2 separate regions of the Rattus norvegicus genome follow, and region 1 is linked to region 2. The links are chromatin contacts, called in public Hi-C maps. All regions are on one chromosome and are shown on one strand. The core of a region is the stretch at or near the end of the contact, and the rest is flanking DNA. Distances in the headings are between cores, read along the strand shown.

Region 1 (6,675 bases), core at 736-3,235, 73 kb before region 2:
GATGTCTCCAAAATCCACTCGGGTGAAAAGGGGCAGGGTCTGGAAGGATATGGATTTAATTTGTTTTTGAATACTACCAGAGAAATTATCCAACAAGAAATCCCTGTTGCTGTTTCTGGAGAGGAACTAGGTTTTAGGGTGTGAAAAAGACACTATTTCCTTAAACACCCTCGGCCCTATTCAGATTGCCTTCTGGATACACACATTACTTCATTTTTAACCGTGAGAGAGACCTCTGCAGAGCTTAGAGAAGGCCACCCACCCTTCCACCTAGCTCAGCTGGGATTGCAGCAACATCCACCTGTTATCTCCCAATGGGATCAACAAGGGACAGTTAGCAAGAGGTGTTAATAGCTGGGAAGCTACCCACTGGCCTTCGAATCTTCCTGGCCTACAGTGTGAAAATTCCAACTTGCATGGCTTTGACACCGGGCTCAGCTCACTGCACCTGAATTCTGAACCATATCAGAGTTCTGGGGCCCTAACCGGCGTCAGCTTTCTCCTCTGCACCCAGGCCAGGGTTCCCATACTTTTGAGGTTAGAAGGCAGGAGTAGTCACAGGAAATGACCCAGAAATCAATGATGTGGGGTTTGAGAGTAATCACACACCCACAACCGGAAGCCAAAGTTATCTCCCCAGCAGGTGAAATAGTTGGGCCTGGAGGCGGCTCTTGAAGGCCTAAAATCAAAGGCCACAGAATCTCCTCGTATCTTACAGCCCCCGTGGCACCTCTCCTAACTAGGCTGGCCTGTTGGTAGTCTTGGTAGTCTCTCGGAGGCAGCCCCAGGGATAATCCCCTGCTGGGGAAGAGGGGGATGAAAGGAGAGGGAAAGCAGTCAGCTCCCAAATTAAGCTTGAGAACGGCCTAGATGGGGGAGGAGGAGGAGGCTGGAGGCTAACAATAAAAAGCAATAAAGGGAGAGGAAGGGGAGGGACTTGCCAGGGTCAAAAAGGCAAGAGGCCCACCAAGACACAGCCTAACGCACTCTAATTGTCTAGGCGGGAATAAAGGGGACGCCGCGGCGCCACTCTCCTGGGTGAGGGTCTCGACCTGTTTGATCACGCCAGATCTGTACAGAAAGGTTCCGACCCGCCCCCCACACTCCCGCGGTCTGCAAACGGCGCCAGAGACCAGCATGAGCTCTGGGCCCCCGGAACGGCTAGGGAGCATCGCCCGCAGCACCTTCTCAGCCCACCCAGACCAGAGGACAGAGAGGATGCCAGAGCTTTCGAGGAAAGGCGGGTGGGGAGAAGGAAGCCCTGGGAGCTGACGTTTGCAAAGACCTCCCAAGCGCACGTCAAACCCCGGGTGCACACTCCCGCAAGTGGTGACTTTCTCCGGTGCAGAGTTCCTAGGCAGGAAGGTAACCCTGGGGCCCCGGTGTCCCTGCACAGGGTGGCAAGGGGCAGCCTGCTCCCGAACAAGCTCACCTTTAAGGAAGTAGACCCGCGGGCCGGCGGGCAGACAGGCCAGCAGCGAGGTGAGGACGACGCGCGCGGCACTCTCCTCCCGCAGCTTCTGCCAGTGGCGGCTGCCCTGGTCCAGCACGACCACCGCCGCCACGCCGCCGCCGCCCTCCTGCAGCAGCCGAGCGCGGGCCGCCTCGTCGGGCAGCACGTAGCGCGCAGACACCGCGCCGCCCCGGGCCCGCCGCAGCACCACGGAGTTGAGGTTGACGTTGAGCGAGCCGCGCACGCTCGACGCGGCGAAGGCCAGGTAGGGCCGGCAATCGAGCACCACGCAGCGCGCCTCCGCCTCCTTGCGGAGCATCTTGCGCAGCCGGCGCCCGTCGAGCGACGTGACCTTCATGCCGGCCCGACGCTGCGCTCACCACAGCTGCCAGAGGACGGGCGGCCCAGGGCCGGCGGGCCACCTCGCGGGGGCTGTGGCCTGCAAACGGAGCCCGGCGCGAGGGGCCGCGCGACGCTCTCCACGCCCCGCTCGCTCAGCACCCGGCCCCGCCACTCGCTGCCCCGGAAAGCTGGGGATTCCGCCGGCAGCGCTGCGTTTTATGTGAATGAGTGCGCGTCCTGTGACGTGAGTGCCCATATAAGGCCAAATATGGGTGTTTCCCCGCCCCTCTGCCCTGGCCACGCCCCTGGGCGGGGCGTGCGGGCACCCGCCTCCACCCGGGGAGCAGGCTCGAGCGAGGGCGTCTTAGTCAGAGCGAGAAAAAGGAAGTGGCGGGCGCCCGCTGTCTCTCTCGGGGGCCCCGCGCGGAGAGAGACTCACTGACACATCACCCGGGACTACCGGTGGGGTGTCAGGAACGCCACCAGGGCGAGGTGACCCACGCCATGCGGGAAGAGGAGGAAGCAAATTCGGTTAGAACCTGACCGGGGCCGCGCCGTGGAGCCCCTTGGGCCTCCGGGTGAATCCCGGATTCCGGTCGCTCGCTGTTGTGTCTGAACTTGTAAGGAGATAGCATCTGAGATGAGCCGAGATGCGGCGTGGCTTGGTCATCTTGATGCTGGAGGCTTCTAACATGCTACCCCCGCTTTTGCTATCTTTTAATTTTCCGTGATAAAAGTTCCTGAGAGTAAAAAGGAGGAGTTGTGAATGGGTGAGACAGAGACTTCAAGTGGATTCTGCCTCGGATGGATTGACGGCCCCCTTTTGTCTCTCTCCAAAGATAGGGACAGTATACCACCAGAGCTTCATAGTGAATGCTGCCTCAGAGCAAAACACACACACACACACACACACACACACACACACACACACACACACACACACACACACAGGAGCAATGCACTGACTCCGGGACTCTGTGGTTCTGGGAAGCCTGTGGGCAACTGTGAGGCTCAGTCCAGTAAACTGTTGTCCAGGTGGCTTCTGGATTTGTGGGATTATGGTGGATAAAGTGTAATCCCAGGCTGTCTGCCCCCACCATTCTCTCTGGAGCTTCGTGCTGCCCGCCCCCATTCCCGGATTCGTCTGCTCTGCGAGTATTTATTGAGGGCTCTGCTAGCTGTCAGGGCACGTGGGATGCAAATGCATTGCTGCCTCCAAGCCCTTTGCCAACTATTTCACTGTTATCTCTTCATGAAGAAAACCCTTGCATCCATTTACAACTCTACAGGGGATGAGACCTTTAGGAGAAAGCAGAAATCTAATTTCTGAGATCAAATCAATCATTCCCAACAGCAGTAATGGCTGGCATTGCTTCTGGGTCATTTCTTCATTCAAGCAGTCAATTCAATCATTATAGACTCTGTAATTCTAGCATTTTCAACATTTTCGAGACTGAGTGGGAAAAAAAGCATCACAAAACTGAGGCCAATCTAAGCAATATAGATCCTGTCTTAAAAAAAAAACCAAGCCATGCAAAGATGTTGCTAGCAGTCTCCACCCTCGCCAGTTTCATTCTGGGGCCTCACAGATAATGCTTAGCACCCACAGGGGCCAGTCTTGTGTTAGGTGCTTGGTGACACCACTGTAAGCAGGACTCTACTCCATCAGCCCAGGGAGGAGGCCTGATCCAGTCTGGGGCCTCTCTAAGTGTCTGTGTCTGCACACCCATGGTGTGTGGGCTGCGGTGGAAGTGGAGGCTAGAGAAAGTTTCTCGGCGAGAGCTGAGACAAACTTCCAAGAATGGGTAGAAACCACTTGCTGTGAAGGAAACAAACAACCCAGTCTGTTCAGTACCGGAGGTGTTTGAAAGACTCCTGCTCAGTAGAGAGAAATGAAGACGTCCGTAAATCCACGGTTTTGTTCGAACGAATGTTAATGTTACTTACTTTGTTTGCTTGTACGTTGGGGTGCCTGTGTGGAGGTTGGAGGACAGCTTACAAGGGACCCTTTCTTGCCTTCCACCATGCGGGACCTGGAGATCAAACTCAGGTTCTGAGCCTTCAGCCACCATCCCCACCGCCCATGGAAACATATTTTTGGGTGGAGTTTTCTTCCTAGAGAGCTTGCAGGCTGCCTGAAATCATCATGGAGGCCAGGTCAGATTGGAATGGTACCACATAGGTACACAGCCTAGCACCCTGAGACCCTCACTTAGGACCAGACTTCCCTGATCTACACAGCAGAGATCGCTCAACTGGAAGTTCAGTTCTCGGTGGCTCACAGTAAGGCCCTAGAGTCGCACAGCGGTCAATCTGGACTGCCCTCCTTCAAGAAGCATGAATTATATAGCTGGAAGGTACAACAAAGGAAATATCCTGTCACCTTGCCCCACGAGGCCCATTGTCTCCAATTGCATATGCTACTCTATACTGCCCAGCCGTTTGCCTCTTCCCACAGTAGCCAAAGAAAACTTGTCCCATTCTTAAAGACTAAAGAGGACTTAAGACGTTTGGATCTTAGGCACTGGGTCATAGTGACTGGACTGCGGTATGGGGTCATCAGTGAAGAGGGTCTGTGGAGGATGGAGGATTTATCTGAGAGTGGGGGTGGGATCCAGACTGAGGTCAGGGAGAGGGACAGTGGGTTTGTGTAGCTAATACAGCCTGAGCTGGTAAAGACTTGCTTGAACTTGGCAGTCAGTGGTCATAGCTGAGAAAACGCCACACGAATGGGAGGAGATTTAGAAAGTAAAGGTCCAAGGGGATGTGGTGGAGACACAGGGGTGTGGTGGACACACAGGGGTGTGATGGACACACAGGGGTGTGATGGACACACAGGGGTGTGATGGACACACAGGGGTGTGATGGACACAGGGACGGGATGGAGACACGAGTGTGATGGAGACACAAGGATGTGATGGACACAGGGATGTGATGGATACACAGGGGTGTGATGGACACAGGGGTGTGATGGACACACAGGGATGTGGTGGAGACACAGGGATGTGGTGGAGACACAGGGTTGTGATGAACACAGAGGGATGTGGTGGAGACACAGGGTTGTGATGGAGACACAAGGGGAGCAGGACCTCATGGGAGGTGACATCAAAGTTGTTAATCAATGCCTGAGTGAATGGTAGTGCTACGACAGACCCTATAGCAACAGAGTTAGGGACTGAAGGGAAGGAGGGAGATGAGGTGTAGACACACTATCAAGTTAGAGCTTGTGGTAGCTTCTTTGAAGGGCATCCGGTAAACAGTAGGGTAGCCCAGGAACCAAGGCACAAAGGTCTTGCAAAGCAAGGCACAAAGGTACATTGTTTCTTGTCTTCCCAGGGCCCAAGGCTGCTGTGTCGGTCTGTCTTCTGACTTTCACTCTTCATCATGGAACAAGGGCTGGCTTCGCCAGCATAGCTTGTTGCTCCATACAGCCTTGTATTTGGAAGCACGCTCCAGAGTTTCAATCCTACGCGCTCGTCTGGAAACGGTTAAGACCCTGAACTTTTAATTTGCAGTCTGGTCCCATCCATCATGTAGCCGATGCTGCTCACAGCTGGAATGAAAGAGATCTGCTGCCCTTCCCAGACCCCACAAGACTAGCATTTCGTGTTCCCGTTTCCAAGTCTTATGGATTCCTTATCCTCTGCGGCCTAGTTTTAAGAATGAATTTGAACAGAGGGCCTGCCTGCTTGTCTCAAAAACCTCTGATGGCCTGCAGATAAAAAAAAAAAAAATCCAAATTCCACTGGGCATGGTGGTACACACCTTTAATCCCAGTACTCGGGGAGTGGCAGACAGGTCTCTGTGAGTTTGGGAGGAATCTGGGCTATAGAGGGAATTCCAGGCCAGTCAGAGCTTCAAAGGGAGAACCTGCCTCCAACAAGTAACAGATCCAGTGCCATCTGACCGCCTTTCTCCTGTCCCCGAGTAAGAATCCGTCACCTCTGCACAGCTCCAACCGCTGCAGCGCCTTTAAGAGAACATAGCTCAGCTCGCCCGCTTCCCCAGATTCTTACGGCTCCTGCCACAGAGCCTATCTGATGCCTCCCTCACAGAGTGCCTGTCAGTCAGGGCTTGCTGAGAGATATGAAGCAGCTGGCCCTAAGGCACTCAGAGAGCAAGCAACAAAAACCAAAGCCGGAGACATCGGGAAGGAGGAAAGATGGAGGATCCGTAGCCCACACTCACAGGTCTCAGCCGAAGGAGAGGACAGGTCTAGTGGCATAAAAACCAAGACCGTCCCCCGCTGCACTGAAATGTGACGGTGTACTGAAGGCAAAAGAGTTTACTATGATGTGTCCACGAGGCCGGATCCTGTCCCCTTTGTTATTTTCTTCCCTGAGCCAGCTGTCTTCAGAGTGAGCTCCTATTTTCTGAGGGTTTCCGGCCTTTGTTGGAGCCTCGTTCTGTGTACCTCAGTGTCCTGGACTTGGAAGGCCTTTGACAACGTCGTGGGTCTCTCTTTAGAAAACAGCTCACATCCCTAGGTGGGCCTGGCAGATGGTGGAAATGGTTTAAAAGGTGTGTCCACAGGTCAGAGCCCAGAGCAATCCTGGGGGTGAGCCCAGGGCCTCCATGAGCCCCAGTTCTGGGAAGATGAATTTGCCTTGGCCCTCAGTTAATTCAGTTCTTTCTTTCTCCTTGTAAGAGCAGTGCGTGCTCGCCAATGAGGTAAAATGTGCGGGGTTTTGTTTTCAACTTTTTATGACATTCGTTTATCTACTGGTGGGGGACAACATGCCTGTGGAATTCTCTCCTACCATGTGGCTCTTGGGGATTGAACTCAGGTCCTCAGGGTTGGTGGCAAGCACCTCTATCCCCTGAGCCATCTCTCAGTGCCTTTGTTTTGTTTTTAAGGTACGGCTTCTTCACACCGGCAG
Region 2 (6,641 bases), core at 2,004-4,503:
TAGGATTGTTGCCTGGGAGATGAGAAACGGGGGTGGGGGGAAAGAACAGGGTGGGGTGGGGTCTACATCAAGAGCCATCCTTGAGGGGCAGTGGCTATAAGCCAAAGGAAAGGCAAGCAGGCTGCCCTGACACGAGGCAAAAGGTAAGGGGACGTTGGGATGGTGCCAGGTTCCAAAGAGTACATAGGAGGCCATGCAAATGGGAGGACTGAAGTAGGGAAGGGGGCTGCTGCGATGGGAATGGGGACAGCCAGGACCCACTCGGAGGGCAGAGTGGGAGGCACCCCTTCGGGAGGAGAGCTCCTTACTGTCAATCACCAGCTTCTGCAGTGCAGCAGTAAGTGACAGGAGGCCCGAGAAGTGGCCCGTTCCCATCTAACCTCAGCCGTTTGCCTCTCTACTGTCCCCTCCACGCCTCTGGTGATGGCTTAGTTACTTTTCTTACCCAGCAGGACGGTTTCCTAATTACTTCTAGATAGGCTTGCCAAGAGCACTTTCTCCTGAATTTCATTTCCGGGCCCGTCGAAGCCAGATTAATTTTTAATCACCTCTGAGGTGTTCAGTTTAATTACCTAGATTGAACTGACGAGGAGAACAGTAGTGTGTACGGTGAAAACTTTGGGGTGCTTCTTGGGAACGGGGAGCTGACTCTCCGGCTAGGGTGTCGGTCTGTTTGAGAGGCGTGGCAGGGCCAGCTTTGTGATGGGCAGTGTGAGAGAAAGACGAGCGCCCCATGAGTCTGCCTCACGCGACGGAGAGACTCACTCAGGAATGAAAACCATAAGTTGGGAAGAATTCCACATAGCTGAGGATGACAGGCATGTGCTATCAAGCCTCATTTATGTGATACCATGTGCACACTAGACCAGCACTCTACCAAACCAGCTCTGCTGGGGGCCCTGAAAACAGATTTTAAAAAACTCAGATTTTTAAAATATGTGAGTGCTTCGTCCAAAAGGGCCCTGTGAAGGACATCAGGTCCCCTGGAAGGAAGGTTGTAAGCCACCAAATGGGTGTTGAGGATAAAAATCTGTCAGTCTGCCAGAAGAACAGCAGGTGTTCTTGACCACTAGGCCCCAGGACATAGATTTTTCACCTTATTTTATATTTTTGAAGAAAGTTAAATTAATATTTTGTGGTACCTTGGAACCGTCAGAACTTGCATGTATGTAAATGAGCATAAACACTTCTATGGAGGCCAGCAGTATGCGCTTATATAATACAGTTGCCAGCCCTTAGTGACACACACTGAATGGTCCACAAAATATTGACTTTCACCATTTCCAGAAAAAGTTCCCTGACCTTTGACCTAGGCCAGTTATGACACTCTTTTCTCATTCTCCCACACCCCTACACCTCCCAAATCCCCCCATCCCCCAGGCCTCCTTGCAGCTAGGAGTGGCCACTTGTTCTACTTCTGTCAGGCAAAGATCTGCAGGAAAGACTGGTACAAAGCCCTGCTGTTCTGAAGGAAAGAGTGGGATGTGTCTGGGAACTCTCCCACCTACTTCCTGTCTGAACTGTGAGTGAGCCCTGGGGAGCCCACCCAGCCCTCCTTTTAGAACCAATCTTCTGATAAGAGACAGGAAACACAGGTCATGAGTTCAGGTAGAAGGGCTGGGTTCCCGCTGGCTATTGTCCAACAGGAGGGGAATGTCTACCCCGGGCACCTGCCCAGAGGTTAGGCTACTTGTAGCCTAGATCCTAGGAGCCACTTGTCCACTGGGTTTGACTGAGAAAGGGTTAGTCCCTTGTCAGTGGCTTCTGATTGCCAGACCCACATCAGTACATGGAAGGGTATAAGGTAAACTGAGGTTTCTTCACTGTTGAATTCTGGGGTCCTAGAGGCAGAATTTCTCAGTGTTCCCTTATCCCCTCAACTCCTTCTATAGCTACCAAAAGATAGTAATCAAAGTAATGTTGGATCATTTGGAGGATGTTTGAGAGATGAATGAATGAATGAATGAATGAATGAATGAATGAATGAAAGCATATAGTTAGTTAGCATGAGGGACCAACAAAGAGTTGAAAGCAGTGTGGAAAGTCTGACCTAGGCATTATGTTATTTAATAACGGAAACCGGGTTTCCATGAGTATAATTGGCTTTCCTATGGGCCCAAGAGTTAGGAGGGGAAGAAACTGAGATCCCAGCTCAAGGCAGGTTCAACTCCCTGGTTACAGGTCTCTCTGCCCTCAGCTCCTTGGACATTCCCTGAGGCAACGCCAGACACACTCTGTAGAAGTAGGTGACAAATCTGCCCTTACCTAGGGGAAAGGATGAAAGGAAATTTGAACGACTGCCAGTCACTGCCTCTCCCTCGCATCCCCCAGTTCTGCTCACAGAATTGCCATGAACACGTCACCTCCTTAGCAGGTGCTCAGGGCATATTTGGAGGATGAATGAGTCCCCTTGTATCAGTGCAAATTCCTGAGCAAAAAGTCACAGGCTGCAAAACTTCAGAAAAGCAGGTAAGATTGATGTCATACCTCCTTGCTTCGCAATAGGAATGCACATCCTGGCTTCTGCATAAGCATTCTGCCACACTACGCAAGCCCAGGCTGTTCATCACTTGCCATCACAGGAAAACGGGGTATGTGCCTGAGAGAGCCACTCACAGTGCCGAGCATGGTGACGCAAATCTTCTCGTTTGAACCTCTTCACCACGGGATGGGGTAAGTATTTATGGCTGGCCTCCCTTCATAGCTGAGGAATCGGGGGCACAAAAAAGAGTAAACTAGCTTCACAAAGGCCAAGCAACCAGTTGGTGCCAGAGTCGGGTTCAAATCTGAGTCTGTGCCTGCGTGGGACAAGAGGGGAGGTGGAATGTTGGAGATGTAGCTCAGCTGGTAGAATGCTTGCCTAGCATGCACAGAGTCCCAGGTTTGATCCCTAGAACTGTATAATCCAGGAGCAGTGTCCCGTGCCTGTGTTCCAGCAGTCAGCGAGTGGGGGAAGGAAGACTAGAAGGTTCAAGCTCATTCCCAGCCGTGTAGTGAGTTTGTGGCTAGCATGGGAGACTCAGACTTGGGCCAGTAAAGAACTGTGGATGTGAACTGCAGGATTGCTGTAAGGACCAGCTGATGTCCTGAACTGCGCATGGAGAGGAGAATGCTGTAGTCAGGGAACTGGTTGGGGCGAGAAGAGCATGGTACCGAAGTCAGAATGGGCGAGGCTCCGTGTGCCCACAGGACATGCCCTTTCATTGGCTGTGGGTCTGGCTCAGCCACAATGTGACTGCTCAGATGATGTGTGTATGCTAAAGGGCAGGGTCCGTGCTTAGGAGTGGCTGGGCTGGGCTGGTGTGGTGTGCCGTGTTTCCCATGGAGATGGTGGTGATTCATGCCCCTCCCCAGCCCGCCCAGCCTCTATCTGGGTTCAACTTGTAGTAAACAAGTCAGAAAATGTCCTCTGAGTGAGAAAGAGGCAGGGAGAGGAGAGGGAACTTCTGAGGTAACCCTTAGTGTCCTGTCAGCCCCAAATTTTCCTGGAAACTACACAGTGGACCCCCCAGAGCTCAGCAGTTCTCTCACCAATGGCAGAAAACCCTTCTTCACCCAATTTCTGATATTTTATTTTCAGGAAAGTTCTAGAAACTTTACTCACCTGGGATGATTCTGAGATACCGTGACTCCAGCTTGCGCTGGGGGTTCTGCTGCCCAGAGAATATCTGTTGGGGTGCTTCTGGGAGGTGTGCACCAATAAATCAACCCGTGCATGCTATTATTTCCTAAAATCTGGCCAGCCAAATGCAGGCTTGTCTAAGTGAATAGGTCTGAAGCTCTCAGACCAGAGAAAACAGAAGACATAGTCCAACCCTCAGGACATGTAAAACCACAATGACAATAACAACACAATTAAGGAGCAATTAAATGTTAAGTTGTGAGAGTCTTCTTTGGTTCATCAGGACTTTCAAAAGAACAGGTAAGACTAACAAGTTTTTTGCCTCCCCCCCACCAAAAAAAGCCTGTTTCCAAACAAGGCTGCATTCTGAGGTGTGGAAGGCTAGGAGTTCAATCCATGAATTATGATGACACAAAATTTAACCCACAACAAGTGAGGCTCCGCCCCCCCAGATCGGGTTCCACATTTGGACCGTGCGTCTGATCTTTTTTTGCCAGTCCATATAGATCTCCAAGGAGTCCTCCTGAAAATTACTTGCACTTGCCTGGCCCCACCCTTTGAGGTGTAGCAGGCTTCACATTATCTTACTTGCAACTCAGGTGTGACTGGCCCTACCCTGGGTGAGAGGGTAACCATGAACAACCAGCACTGGGAGATCATGGAGGAATGAACCAGAAGGGACCCAAGGTTAAAAATAGCTCCAGCAGTAGTGGTAGGTGGAGTGTGCCAAGATGACCTTTGGCCTTTGAGAGTTTGATTTTTCAAGCAGCACAGCCAGGAAGTCACCAAGTCCAGATGACGCAGTTCTCTACTTGTCACCCTGGAAATTTCCAACCCTGGGGAAGTGTGATTATACATGGGGGTTCACTTCTCTTTTCCTTCCCTGGCAGATCTTCAGGAGCTTCCAGAAACCTGGAGAGGGTCCCACAAAGACCCTCTGTCTGTCCCTATAAAAGGGGGTGGTGGGATCAGAACTGAACTATCTTTCGAAGCAGGTGGGCGACTCAGCAAAGTCATGCAATTTATTCGAGCGTCCATTTTTCTCATTTGCACGATAAGAATGAGAAGGAACACTTGCCCTTCCTGCCATAACCTAGTGAGGCCACCCTAATGGCTTTGGGGTGCAGGAAGTCCCATTAGCTCCTTAGTTTGCCCTTACTTATTACACAAGCATTAAGGATATTTGTGAAGAGGAATTAGCTAGAGGTATTACCTTGATACCCTGAATGTGGTTCCTAAGAGGGCAGTGCCTGTCAGGAGTCATCTAGGGAAGGCTAAGGCTGTCAGGTGACTTTCCTGAAGGCGGCCCACTGTCTTTGCGCGGCTTATGATGGATGAACTCTGAGAGGCAAGGTCCCGAGAGACTGCATCTCAGGACTGCTTCTTGTAGCTGATATGCCTTTCCTGTCATTGTTAGATTAATATACTAATCCCTGGGCATCAGCCCACCCTACTGAGCAGATTCCCTGTAGATCAACATAAAGGTGAACTTTCATGAATTAATGCTGTTTAGATGGATTAATGATTTTATAGAATTACTGATCTGTTTCGAATAATTTTAGGAAGAAAGCTTTAAGAGATGGTTTTAGTTGTTTTGCCAAAAAAAGATATAATAAAATTAGAATTAAGTATAGAATGTGCCCACTACTTATAATAGTAAGTAAAGGCTGCATAATAAGAAATACAATGAATTTTCATGACCGCATTAAAAAGACAAATGGTTTTGGGACACATTTGTGATCAAGGAAAAACGTTCATTCTAAGTTAGAACCAAAGACGAAACCACAGGTGTGTATTATGATAAGGCAAGGCCATGTGAAACTGTTGCTTTGAACTTATAATGAGCTTACAGAATGAAACACTGCTTTGAAGTTGTTGTTGGTATCCTTCTGTTACTCTCCTTTTATGTAACATTTTATCTATGAGGTAATTTTTTTTCTTACATAGGAACTTCTTTGTCTAAAAGCTATAAAAAGTTTGAAAGCAATAAAAAGAAGTGTTGTAGCTGTTTTCTGCTTCTCCCGGTGGTGTGCATATTGTCTGTGTGAGTGACTTCTTTCCCTTTTTTTTTTTTTTTTTTTTTTTTCTCTCTGGTTCAGAAAAGCGCTAACAAGCTCCAAGCCTCTCACCTGGCCAGAACTGACTCGCCAGAGAAAGGGGCTCTAGCAATAAACCCTTTTACTTAATTCCCCGTGGCTAAACGACATATGCTAATTTGCCAGAAATTACTGGTTATTTAAGCACAAATAATAAAAGAGTCAACAAGTTAAGTTTTCAGCACTTATTTAAGCACAGGACAGTAATGAAGAGCTCATTTCTCAGTGCTTATTAAAGCATAGGATTAGTAATAACAAGTTGAGTTTCTGCACTCATTTAAGCACAAAGTTTCCCCCAGCGCTTATTAAAGCACAAATATGAAGAGAAAAAAAGCGGGTGGTTTTCAGCCACAGAATAAGCAAGAGAGTGTTAAGATTACAGAAACCATTAGCTTCTAGCCCCAAGTACGGTTAGGATTACAAAGCCAGAGATCATCAGTCTTTTAGCCTTCTTCCAACAACACTGTGTTCCACCTCAGCTCTGAACTCCAAAGGCTGGGGGAGCTCCTTGACCCCCACGAGTGCCAGCACGGAGTCGTGTAAACAGTCAGATTCTTTGTGCTGGCGAGATGGCTCCATGGGAAGAGGTCTCATGCCCTCAGAACCTGTGAGGTAGAAGACAGAACTGATGATGAGGAAGACTGCCCTCTGACCCACACACATGCTTACACCATGCCCCACCTCCAACAAATCAATGAAAAAAAAAAAAAAGGTTAAAAATTTGCTGGCTCTTGGTCCCTGTCCCAGAACTATTAAACTAGAATATGCATTTTAACAAGAGCCCCAAGAGGTTTGTGCACTTATTAAAATTCAAAGAGTACTTACTTCTGGGGCCTTGTTCTGGCTGTTCTGGGTCCATCCAGTCCTTTGGTGAGAATGATCGTATTAACTCTGGGAGAGCTGTGCCCCTCACCTACTCTAGC

What was found. A called contact is a pair of places that touch in the nucleus more often than the background predicts.
Region 1: a contact with region 2 is called in a Hi-C map of liver, with 2.4 times the contacts expected there. The contact joins the promoter of Dusp5 here to the enhancer-like site in region 2. A contact is called at or near these places in 2 of 12 Hi-C or Micro-C datasets (kidney and liver).

What each region holds. Positions count from the first base shown.
Region 1 is chr1:262,539,084-262,545,758 of GRCr8, reverse strand. Dusp5 (dual specificity phosphatase 5) reads right to left here and starts at 1,985. Exons shown (of 4, transcript NM_133578.2): 1 at 1,433-1,985. The coding sequence starts at 1,811. It overlaps LOC134485250 (a long non-coding RNA gene), which reads left to right and starts at 2,159. Exons shown (of 3, transcript XR_010063299.1): 1 at 2,159-6,316; 2 at 6,653-6,675.
Region 2 is chr1:262,467,498-262,474,138 of GRCr8, reverse strand. It overlaps LOC120100056 (a long non-coding RNA gene), which reads left to right. Exons shown (of 3, transcript XR_005499740.2): 1 at 1-143; 2 at 2,506-2,673; 3 at 3,581-3,871. LOC102551352 (a long non-coding RNA gene) reads right to left here. Exons shown (of 2, transcript XR_351151.5): 1 at 6,544-6,641; 2 at 5,892-6,323. Among named protein-coding and RNA genes, the nearest start is that of Smndc1, 65 kb to the right of the region's middle. Within about 2 kb of position 3,253, at least 11 of the 93 cell types and tissues checked have an H3K27ac peak or open chromatin away from gene starts, as enhancers often do. A contact at or near this core is called in liver, where this site is marked.